3 separate regions of the Sus scrofa genome follow, and all the other regions are linked to region 3. A link is a contact called in public HiChIP or PLAC-seq data. All regions are on one chromosome and are shown on one strand. Each heading gives the region's core, a stretch centred on a gene start, on an enhancer-like site or on the middle of the called end of the contact. The rest is flanking DNA. Distances are from core to core; before and after follow the strand shown.

What was found. HiChIP or PLAC-seq counts read pairs in DNA pulled down with a chosen protein or histone mark.
Region 1: an H3K27ac HiChIP or PLAC-seq map of skeletal muscle shows a contact between it and region 3, with 9 times the contacts expected there. The contact joins two enhancer-like sites. A contact is called at or near these places in 1 of 47 Hi-C or Micro-C datasets (embryonic fibroblasts) and 1 of 2 datasets of contacts at active chromatin or transcription factors (skeletal muscle).
Region 2: a contact with region 3 is called in an H3K27ac HiChIP or PLAC-seq map of skeletal muscle, with 5 times the contacts expected there. The contact joins two enhancer-like sites. A contact is called at or near these places in 1 of 47 Hi-C or Micro-C datasets (embryonic fibroblasts) and 1 of 2 datasets of contacts at active chromatin or transcription factors (skeletal muscle).

What each region holds. Positions count from the first base shown.
Region 1 is chr15:93,788,060-93,791,775 of Sscrofa11.1, reverse strand. It overlaps a transcript of COL5A2 not described here. Among named protein-coding and RNA genes, the nearest start is that of COL5A2, 31 kb to the right of the region's middle. Within about 2 kb of position 1,800, at least 32 of the 83 cell types and tissues checked have an H3K27ac peak or open chromatin away from gene starts, as enhancers often do. A contact at or near this core is called in skeletal muscle, where this site is marked.
Region 2 is chr15:94,126,151-94,130,178 of Sscrofa11.1, reverse strand. The region is part of intron 1 of LOC110257192 (a long non-coding RNA gene); the gene reads left to right. Among named protein-coding and RNA genes, the nearest start is that of SLC40A1, 34 kb to the left of the region's middle. Within about 2 kb of position 1,603, at least 12 of the 83 cell types and tissues checked have an H3K27ac peak or open chromatin away from gene starts, as enhancers often do. A contact at or near this core is called in skeletal muscle, where this site is marked.
Region 3 is chr15:93,201,987-93,205,750 of Sscrofa11.1, reverse strand. It overlaps GULP1 (PTB domain-containing engulfment adapter protein 1), which reads right to left. Exons shown (of 12, transcript XM_021075382.1): 6 at 173-271. Among named protein-coding and RNA genes, the nearest start is that of DIRC1, 210 kb to the left of the region's middle. Within about 2 kb of position 2,385, at least 18 of the 83 cell types and tissues checked have an H3K27ac peak or open chromatin away from gene starts, as enhancers often do. A contact at or near this core is called in skeletal muscle, where this site is marked.

The DNA of each region.
Region 1 (3,716 bases), core at 551-3,050, 590 kb before region 3:
GAGATTAGTAGATTGACTCAAAAGGAGAATTGTCTATGGAGAATTTTTAAAAATGAGCTGCTAAAAGTTGGTCTGCTTTATATTAGTAGTCTCCACTGCCAATTCTAAACAATGTCAATGACAAAAGAATCCTCTCCACCTGGGTGGATCACTGTCACTGTACACCTCCCCTCCCCCAAGCAGTTGGTCTCAAATCAGGCTACCAGAGTTTTCAGTGAATACTTGCTGGCAGCAATTTTGGGATTGTCTTATTTGTCCAATCCATCAGATACCTCTTGGCCTTCTCTGACTTTCTCCTGCACAGTTTCCCATCTCATACAGGTTAGAGGCTATTGGTGATTTGTTCCAACACACTTGTATATTGCTGTCTAATTTTGTTGTAAATGTTGTCCATGGGTTTTTTGTTTTACTCTCTAGCTCTTTTGTCCATTTTTATATAGATTTTATAGAAGATCCAAAAACGATGGTGTCCCTACTTCTGTCATCTTCCCAGAGTTCCCCTGGGTACTTTAATTTTTAATTTTTGTCAATATGAAATATAAATGGTACCTCATTGTTCTTTTTTTTTTTTCTTTTTTTTGTCTTTTTAGGGCCACACTTGTGGCATATGGAAGTTCTCTAGCTAGGGGTTGAATTGAAGCTGCAATCGCTGGCCTACATTACACCACAGCCACAGCAATGCTAGATCCGAGCCACATCTGCAATATACCACCACAGCTCATGGCAACGCTGGATCCTTAACCCACTGATTGAGGCCTCATGGATACTAGTCAGGTTCATTACCACTGAGCCACAATGGGAACTCCTGTTTTTAACTGTTTATTACTTGATGTTTAGTAAGCCTGATATTTTCTTATGTATTTTTTCTTTTGTGTATGGCCTGTTTGTAGTTTTTCTATTAGAGTCTTTGCCTTTTTCATAATAAGTAGAAACTCATTTTTTCCCCCCTTTTTTTTCAGCCACACATGTGGCATATGGCAGTTCCCAGGCCAGGGATCGAATCCAATCCTGTGGCAATGCCAGACCCTTAACACACTGTGCCGGGCTGAGGATCAAACCAGCAACACCACAGAGACAAGCCAGATCATTAACCCACTGTGCCACAGTGGGAACTCCTGTAAGAACTCATCCTAAGACGTAAATCTTAATTCTTATCTATCACATCACCATCATCATCATCATTTTTAACAGTGTGGCATTTATCATCTAAATTTGTGTTGACATTGTTTTAAACTAAGTGAATTAATTTTTCAAATTTTTTCTATATTGACTTTGGTTACATTTAGAGAGACCCACCCACTGGTTGATGAAAAGTTTGATAAGTTTTACTGATGAAAAATATTTAATTAATGTCACTTCAGGATGAAGAACCATGAAATCTTGGAAAGCAGCACATTTTCTTAATAGGAAATGGCACCAAACAATGTTATTTCTATTTGTAGATGGTCTCTGCATGTTATGGTCTATTAAACAAGTAATAACTCAGGTTTTTGCAGTGCCTCATTCTTTAAAAGAAAATGACTTCTTTCGCTTATCTAATTGAGGCTCATGATAATTCATATGCTTAGAAAAATAACTGCCTAAAGTCAGCAGCAATGGATTTCTTTTCCAAGTGAATTCTGCGTAATTATAAATCTCTTTTGTTGTTAAGAGCTCTGTAGATTAGTATTAGCAACTATAGTTAAAAAAAAATTGTGGACAAACCAGTGAACGGACATTTGCCAGGAAATGGATTGTTTGCAGACTGCTTGGCAGAGATCCCTGTAAAGAAGCACATCTACCCCCACCCCTTTACTCTGCTTTTCCTGCCTGCTCTGTTCCAAAGAAGCAAATGTTTAGGCACATTTGAACCATCAAAACGGGAAGTTTCTACTACTCTGAACAAAATAAATGATAAAGACCAGATGATATTTAAATATTACCCATTTTTTCTACAGTTGACATCTTTACATTTTTAAAAGTATTCTAAAAGGTCACCCTTCCATAGGCTTTTCTCTGTTTGATATTAAGTTAAAAGTTTAAGAAAGCTGTAAAGCACTCTTACGTAATTTGTGGAATTATTTCTTGGATGGAAGTTTTTTCTAAAAAAATGTCTCTTTAAGTAAAAATTTTTAGTTCTTATGATGCTGCAATTCTGGTGAGTCAGAAACAAACCATATTTGGACTTTCAGTTTTCCCCTTTCAATGGCTTCCTCTGACTTTTTTTTTTTTTTTTTCCAAGCTTAACAAATGTAAAATATTTTAATCAAGTGAAAACAGACGAAATGTGACTCATTCTGCTGGGCTAGAGATTGGTTTGCTGATGTCATCCCATTCTCTGCCGCCAAATCACTCTAAGCCAAAAAATCAATCTAGAAGATCCTGCATTTCAGTGTAGGAAGGAAAGCATTTTGTTTTAAACTCTCTTTTATCTCCCCATTCCCTCTCCTTTATGTTTCCTCAAAAAGCCCCCAAAACTTGAATAATTTCATACTTTGCTTTGTGTCTTTTACCGCATACATTTGCTTTCAGCCCCCGTGTCTCTATTCTACGGCTTAATATATATTTCTTCGAAGACTGTTTGCTATTCTTTGTGTAGAAAAGAGAGCCATAAGATTTATACTTAGCAGCTTGAAAACTCTGCTCACTCTTTCTACAGCCTCCCTTTTAGGACAGGCATTACTATCTGTTTTCATGACTTTATCTACCATCTTTATTCTGAGAGCTCTGAAATCTTTATCTTTTTTAGGAACTGCTTTAAAGGACCTGACTCAAATTCGACTTTCAAGGGACATCAATCCTCAGATGTCCCTCAAGCACCTTTTAATTCAAAATATTCAAAACTGAATTAATTATTCCTACTGAGCACCCAAAACTGACCTTTTAAATATTTTTTTTGTGGTTAATATTAATAGCTTCATCATCCTTCCAGTCACCAAAACTAGTCTCTGAAGTATTTTTTTAAAGCTCTCCTCTCCATGAGCCTTCTGGTTGAGTAACTGTTCATATATTATTGCTTCCTTCTCAGAAATAACTCAAGAATTTAGTCCAGTTTTAGTTGTTAAAAGGAAGGACTTTGGAACCAGAAGACTGGGGTTTAAATCCTGTCTCCACTATGACTACCTGTGTGACTTAGAGCTTATTAATTGAAATCTCCCTGGGTCTCAGTTTTCTTATCTATGAAATGGAAGTATAGTATGAAAGTACAGGGATAATGGATTTAGAAAGGTGCTTGGTATATTGTAAGTTCACCATACTCTTAGCTATTATTATTATCAGCATTATCATCGCCACAGATTCAGTGACTTTATCTCTTTTCTACAATATTGAAATGATCTTTTAAGTAATCTTCTAACTCCAGTCCTTACCACTCCATTTCCTAATCCAGGTAAAAAGTTTCTGTCAGTCAGAGTCCAGTTAGAACACTAGAAGTTATACTAAGTATTTCAACATAGAGAATTGAAAAGGTATTGAATAATAGTTATTAGAGGATTAAAAAAAGAAGAAGAAGAAGTAACCAGAAAAAAACAGAGCTCCTAAGGCTGAGGGAAGAGAGGCACAAGGCTGGGGTTTTCAGAAACTGGATGATTAAAGGAAAGGCCCTAGAAGGGGACTTGGGCTTGGAGGAAGTGGAGTTACCTGGAAGGTGCTGGTTCCTCCTAGGGGGGCCTCACAAGGAGGGTTTGAAAGAGCCAAAAGAAATCTGAGTGCCATCCTAGAGTAACTGACAAACCATG
Region 2 (4,028 bases), core at 354-2,853, 930 kb before region 3:
GAAGTCATAGTTTTGCTTGGAGCACTTCTAGTTCTAGAAATAATATTCTTCAGTCAATCCACATAAGATGCAAGCAGTAAACTTAACTGGGAAAAATATGTGCTCTTTCCTGCAAAGTAATAGTGGGCAGGCAGCCAGTGTAAGAAATATTTATGCAGCTGTTGCCTGAACTAATCCAAGAAACTTCTGGGGACTGGCAACAACATACATGCTCAGCTTCTTCCGAAACTATTTACTCATTAAAAAAAAGAAAACAAACAAACCCAAGGTCCAATATGCTTTCAACCCTTGTATATGAACCAAGGAGTTTGAATATGGATTGATGTGTGTTTGTGGGTGTTTTGAACAGAGCAGGAACTAGGCAATTTTGTGAAGTGGTTCCAGTTTTCTTTCATTTGCCATTTGATCTGATTTTCAGCCCATCTCACCTCAACTTCAGAACCATGGCCTTGAAATATCATCGCTATGGTTTAATTTCCTACCCACATATTTACATTCAGTGCCCTGTTCAAGCTAACACTAAGCAAGGGCTTCTCCCTCAGATACCTAGTCATGAAGAGCAGGTCTTGGTTAATCTGTGCTTAGCCAAGTGATAAACAGCTATGTGGTCCTCTCCTGTAGAATGTGCCTCAAAGCAATTTTTATTCAGAATTATCCTTCAGATCTCAGAATTTTAATGAGGTTTATGATCCTCCTTCCTGTGACACATTGTTCCTACTCTTTACATCACTGAGGGTTATAGGATTGTATCCTTTCCTTCTCTAAGCCCTTAACAATATTATGTACATTTGGGTAAGGGGACTCACTTCATTCTCAGGCATGAGTCCAACCTACATGCCAGCTTACAACCTAACTGTTGAAAAACATAATAATTAGGCCATTGCTTTTCTCGGTCCTACCAGGCCTATTGACCTGAGATCTCCTATGAAACAACCAGGAAACCAGACACTATCCAGCACTGTTCTCATGTTAATTAAATTTTTACACCTCTCCAACTTCAAAAATCCTGGCGGTTCCATTAATAAAATTGTTCCTTCTACTATTCAACGTAGCCTTACAGGGACTGTAGGAAGAATTACAAAAAGGTAATTAGAATACCACAATTTTTAAAAAAGATTCACTAATTTTTTAGGCAAAAAACAAATAAAAAATGTCCTAAACTTAGAAGTTGCCTTCTGCTGTTCTTCATCCCTCTCCTCCAAGTCCTCAGCCATTAGCAGCCCATGGACTCTTCACAAGAAGATTGTTAAGATATTTTAAAGATAAGGTTATATAATCTAGTGATCAACGTAATCTTAACAAAATAGATGTTTAGATCAAATAATAATTCAACCTTCTGCTCATCTATTGGTTGAGAAATTTATAACACAATTTCTTTGTGTGTCAGGTTGATATGCCAGTATCATCTGTAGTTAATAGTCTTTAATTAGTTATCTAATGAAAGCCTAGAGCAAGCCATTGAAAGGGCATATCGGGGCATAGAGAGTTGAATAGAACAGAATATTCATGTTTTATAAGCTTGGAATGTAGTATACAGGATAAGACAAACATGCTTATAACACTAAAGCAAGGCCTACTGGGGAGAAAGTCAGCTAAGACATTTGTTGAACATATACTGTGAACCCATCACTCTGTTAGGGTTGTGTTAAGTGGAACAATAGAGGTTTCCAATGACATATTAAGCCTCAGTGATCCTGGCATATTCTCAGAAAATGACTTCATGTAGAACATGGAATAAATAAGTCTTTGGCCTTAAAGAATGTGCTGTTTGGAATAGTCCATTTCTGTCAAGTCCATTTTTTAAAAAGCAAGTAGTAGAGTTCTCTTTTGGTGCAGCAGGTTAAGGATCCAGCATTTTCACTGCAGCAGCTCAAGTTGCTGCTATGCTGTGGGTTTGATCCCTGGCCAGGAATTTCCACATGCTTCTAATGCAGCCAAAAAAAAAAAAAAAAAAAAAAAGTAGTGTTCGGCCAAAGAAGGGGGGCATCTGTACAACAACGGCCAGAGAGAAAGGAAACCAGAAGAGAAATATTGATAGTATAGAGGTCACGAATGCCTCTGTTCAAAATTTATAGAGAATGTGGTAATCAGTTATGTTTTCCAGCTGAACTTTTGGAAGTGGAAGAAGCAGAGTATAGTTTAGAAAAGATCAAAGAGAGGCTGAGATAACAGGAAAAGTTTAAACCACATAGATGAAAAATAATGAGGGCCTGGACGAGGACAAGCCAGAGAAAGACCATTTGCAAATCAGAGGCAGAGACAACAGGCTTTCTAGGAAGACTGGATATATGAGAAGAAAGGAAACTACATATATGATGATTGTAGGGTTCCAAGCCTGGTTGAGTAGAAGAATAATAAATTAACAGAAACCATGCAATGGAGAGGAGGAGATGGCTCAGGGAGGAGGATGACATGATGCCATCAGGTGTGGTTTTATTGAGTTTCAAGTGCAAATAACTGGCCATATGAGTCTATAGTAGGTAGAGAAGTCAAGGCTAGAAATATCAACTTAGGAATCAAGTGCCTAAACCTGAGTATTGGAGTCAAAGTGTAAATGCAGTCCCAAGGATAGAGAAGGAAAAGGGGGAACAGGATTCCATAAAAGGTGGAGGAAATTCTACATTTAGTGGCTGGAAACTGAAGATGGCAAAGAGCAAGAGTAAGGCAGGAAAAGGAGCAAAACTGGAGAGCTAGGCATGGGAGCCAAGGAGTTTTAAGGAGGAAGGCCAGCAATGGCGAAGGTCACACAGTGATGGGACAAAGGTCTATTGGATTTTTATACCAAAAACCCACCCCCAAGTCAAGTCATACCCATTTTAAGAAATGACACTGCCTATCTTATCTGAAATGCTCTCATTCTTTTATTTTATCTCTTAAAATAAAGCTTAAGAAATTAATTTATCCATTTTCAGTTCTTGGAAATCAGTCTCTGAAAAAATCTAATTACAATGTCTAAATACTAAGCAAAGTTTTCTATAGCTTTTACCTGTTAAAGGCCTCATGTTCCTAAATAGGCATCCTTCCTCCAAATGCCAAGGACAGAGAGGATGGCATACAAGAGAAAAGTGAGAGAAAAGCATTCATTTACAATTTCTCTCTTTTTCTGTTAGTATGATTTTCTAAAAGATTGATCCAATTGATATAAAATATGGATTTTGCCCTGTAAAAGGTTGAGCTGCATCCTCTCAAAATTCATGTTAAAATCCTACCCCCTACCCCTGTAGCTCAGAATGTGTCTTTATTTGGAAATAGGGTTCTTGCAGATGTAAATAGTTAAGATGAGGTCATACTGGAGTTGGGTGGGCTCCTAATCCGCTATGCCTGGGTCCTTATATAAAGAGGAGATTTGGAGTTCCCATTGTGGCTGAATAGGTTAAGAACCCGACATAGTACCCATGAGGATGCGGGTTTGATACCTGACCTCGGTCTGTGAGTTAAGGATCCAGCGTTGCCACAAGCTGCAGTGTAGATTGCAGATGCAGTTTGGATCTGGTGTTGCTGTGGCTGTGGTGTAGGTCAGTAGCTGCAGCTGCAATTTGACCCCTAGCCCAGGAACTTACATATGCCACAGGTACGGCCATAAGAAAATAAATAAAAAGGGGAAATTTAGACAAAAATACACACAGGAAGAATACCCTGTGAAAATAAAGGCAGAGATTGTGGCGATACAGCCAAAGCCAAGGAATGATAGAAGTTGCCAGCAAATCATCAGAAGTTAGGAAAGTAGCCTGCGATGGAGTCTCGTTCACAGCCCTCAGAAGGAACCCACCCTGCTAACACCTTGATCTCAGGCTTGCAGGGTCTAGAAATGTGAGGCAAATGTTTCTGTTGTGTAAGCCACCTAGTTTGTGGTGCTTTGTTACAGCTTCGCTGGTAAACAAATACAGGTCCATAAGCAAGTGGGTCAACAATATGTTTCCACAGGGGGTGTGCAGTGAAATCTCATGTACCACAGGGAACAGAGTGACTCAGTTCACTCTGAAACAAAAAAATGTATTCCCCAAAGCAGTTTAACACTGCTTCATTTT
Region 3 (3,764 bases), core at 1,136-3,635:
AAGCAATCCCAGACGTTTTTTGCCCTATAAATCCTATGGAGTTTTAAAGTCTAGTTAACTGAGAACTAAAGAGTTTTAATGGATAACAAATTTTAAGTATTCATTAAAATAAGAATGTAATTGCAATTAATTAAAGATTAGAGTGCTTCCAATGTTCAAAAATAAGCCTTACCTTTGTTTTGGGTTCTAAAATTTTTACTCCATAAATTGATATTTGCAACTCAACTTTAGGAATTTTCTGGCCTTCAGATTTCTTGATATGTCTTGCAAACTACAAATGAAAATTTATTCACAAAATAATAATTCCATTTCTAAGTAAAATGACCACAAATATATATTTGGAGTTTGTATTCAATGTTGAACTTTCATTAAGTTAATTATCACCCATTATAAAGTGTTTTTAGAAACCCCACACAGCACCTAAATATTTAGAAATCAGAGTAATCTTCCATTACTGTAATTAAAATCATATTAATTTCCAATAACTTTAAAAAACATTTTTAATGCATTTCTTCCATGATATTTAAAAAACTATATTCATACCAAACAGAAAATGAAAACTCTTTGTGGGAAAATAAGCAGAGATCAAGAAGCAGAGATTTCTTTTTCTCTGGATCTTTTGTTTGCCATAACTTCAGAGAACTTTAAGTCCACCAGTATTGGATATGTCATCTTTGCCATTTTTAAATACTTACCTTGTTTGGTGTACTCTCCTACCCAATCAAATCAATGAGTGAAAAGAGACAGACTACTACCTTCAAACTGAAGCTAGGAACTGAAGTAGTTTTCCCAGCTAAAAGACTCAGAACAAGACTCAGCCTAGAAGTAGAAATATAGTAGGTTTCTCAAAGACAAACTTTTTTCAGTGCTTTCATAGTAGTATTTATTGTTTCTTCTTATTGAGTTAGTAGGTATATATAAATGCATGTTAGATTCTGTTATAAAATCAAAAAGGAGAGTTTCCATTGTGGCTCAGTGGTAACAAATCTGACTAGTATCCTTGAGGTAGCGTTTCGATCTCTGGCCTCGCTCAGCGGGTTAAGAATTCGGCATTGCTGTGAGCTGTGGTGCAGGTTGCAAATGCAGCTTGGATCTGGCGTTACTGTGCCTGTGGCATAGCCTGGCAGCTGCAGCTCTGATTTGACCCCTAGCCTGGGAATTTCCATATGCTGCGAGTTCGGTCCTAAAAAGCAAAACAAACCAAAAAAAAAATCAAAAAGAAAATCAGAATACTCATGCACTTAGTGGATGGAGTTTCTTCCTCTCTCTCTCAGCACTGTCAGATTTAGTGGTAGAAAAATTACAGAAGCTCAGTTAAATATGAATATTAAACAATGACTATTTTCAAAAATCTTTATTTTAGAATACACATATACACTCCACACACACACACACACACACACTTATATATAACATATATATGCTATTTAGTATAAGTATGTCCCATGCAATACTTGGGACACAGTTGTACCAAAAAAATCATTCATTGTTTATCTGAAATTCAAAGTTTACCAAGTGTCTTAGTTTTATTTGGCAATGCTACTCTCTCCCCACTTTCCTTCTTTCCGTCCTCCCCTGCCTACCTTTTTTTTTTCAAGAAACAGAAAAGAACCATTGGAAAATAATTTTATTCATTCTCCCCTTGTGAGGGCTTCAAAAGTTAGTTTCTAGTATAAAATTTTTCAGCATATGGCTCACCCTAACTTGATTCAAAATAGACTATACGTAAGGCAGGGTGGGGTTTCAGTCTTCTTTTGTGTGTCATATTTATTGCATTGTGCATTTCTTTCTAATTCAGGCCAGATGTGAATACACATGGTATAGTTCAGTCCCAGAGCAGAGAGTGGCTGAAGGCCTCTTTCTCTCTTCATGGCTTTGCACTGCATGGAGAATAATGTACTTAATGCATATAAGAATGCCTTGAAGTGTCTGCCTTGTTAGCCAAGACAGAGGGGGAATGGGGGGGTCAGGGGGTGGTTCTATTTCTTTTATTTCATTTTGGATGGTATAATTTTTCAGCTTGCTGTCTGTCCTGTTCTATAAATACAGACAGCTTTTTTTCTTGGTCTTCAGCAGTCTTACATTTTGCACATAAATTTGACTAATTCATGCCAGAGGAATTTTCTTTTTCTTTTGTCTTTAAGAAACTATGTTTTGCTTCAGTAAAGATCTTTAAAAATTATCCCAGCTCCCTCCCAAAGAAAGTGGATTAATTTGTTTCTTTTCCCTTCATAATCTTCTTCCTGTATTGGTATAATCAAAACAATTTGCGGGTTTTCACATATGGAGTCTGACAAAGTAAGTCAGCTGCTTTCCATCTATGGGAACGCATCTGAACAAAGCCATTCCCATGGTTGGCTGCAGAAGCAGTCTAAGCTGGCTTCCTGGGTGCTGCTCTTTTCCAGAAACAGACAATGAGCAATAGCTCCTTTTCCACATCTGGACACCACCGTTCCTGTGACCTCTTTTACTTTCCAAAAAGTACATCACAAAACAACCACTAATATTAAACTTATCTGTTGAGTTATTTCTTTTCTGCCCGGAAAAAAAAAAAAAAAAAAAAAAAAAAGGGAAGAAATAATGGAAAAAATGAACAAAGGGAGGAAGTAGGGGCTAGAAGTAGAAAAAACATGGGAGGGAGGAAGGGAAGCAAGAGAATGGGACAAAGAAAAAGAAAGGAACATAAAATACCTGGCCTACAGCTTGTGAAACCTTTTCCTCTGCTTCACATCAAGATAAAGTAATTGTGCTCAAAGAAGATTCAGAGGTCACCCAATCCAATCCTCCCATTTCAAAGGTGAGAAAGTAAGTCTCAAAGAAGTTATTTACTTGGATCATAACATGAATCTATAGCAATCAGGCCTAGAACCTAGTTCTGCTACCTACTAAATAACACTTTTCTTTTGCACAGCACATTTTCTGAGTTAGACAAAAAAAATTTCAGTTCTATTGTCATGTTTATCAAGGTTTTCACTGGTTACTGGCCTTGATTGTTGCATAGATATTGCAAAACATTTAAGCTTAAGGTTACATCTGTTCAATCTATATTTTAAACGGTTTAATATTCTCATTCCTGCCCTTATTTTTAAAATTTAAGATGACCATATTCTATAGTTTGCATGATCTACATTTCTTTTCCTACTTGGAGACCTCTCAACTGTGTTCCAGAACACTTCTAATTTACATTTTGAAGACACTTTCATTCTTACATTGTATTCTTTTTTTCTCCCTATTTATTACTGGAATGTTAATGCTAAACAGCCTTTTTGCAGTTTTATTTTCTATTTTTGCTCCACTGAATTTATCTTTTGGTCATCTAGATAGAGTGATTTAGATGACCAAAAAGCTTGAATACAATAGTCCAAAAAAAATAGTAAAAGGGGGTAAAGCCTAAGAATTTTGGAGGTTACCTGGATACAACAAACAAATAAAAACAAGCCTTTATCACCGCAAATGATGTGGAAGGATGAACTATTACTTGAAATACATAAAGTTCTTTGTAATAATATGCTACTGGTAAGTGGAATAGTTTAAAGAATACTAAAGGGAATGCAATTGAATTTTAATTATCATGATCACACAATTTCTATTCCTTTCTCGAAAGACTTTAAAAAAGTGAAATCTAACTAATTATTAATGGAATATACTTATTAGGCAATAAAATTAATGAATTAATTCTAATCCTGTTGTATGAATAAAAATAACTCACTATTAAAAACAAAATTCATTACAATAACAATGGTATTACATATGCACAAGTTAAA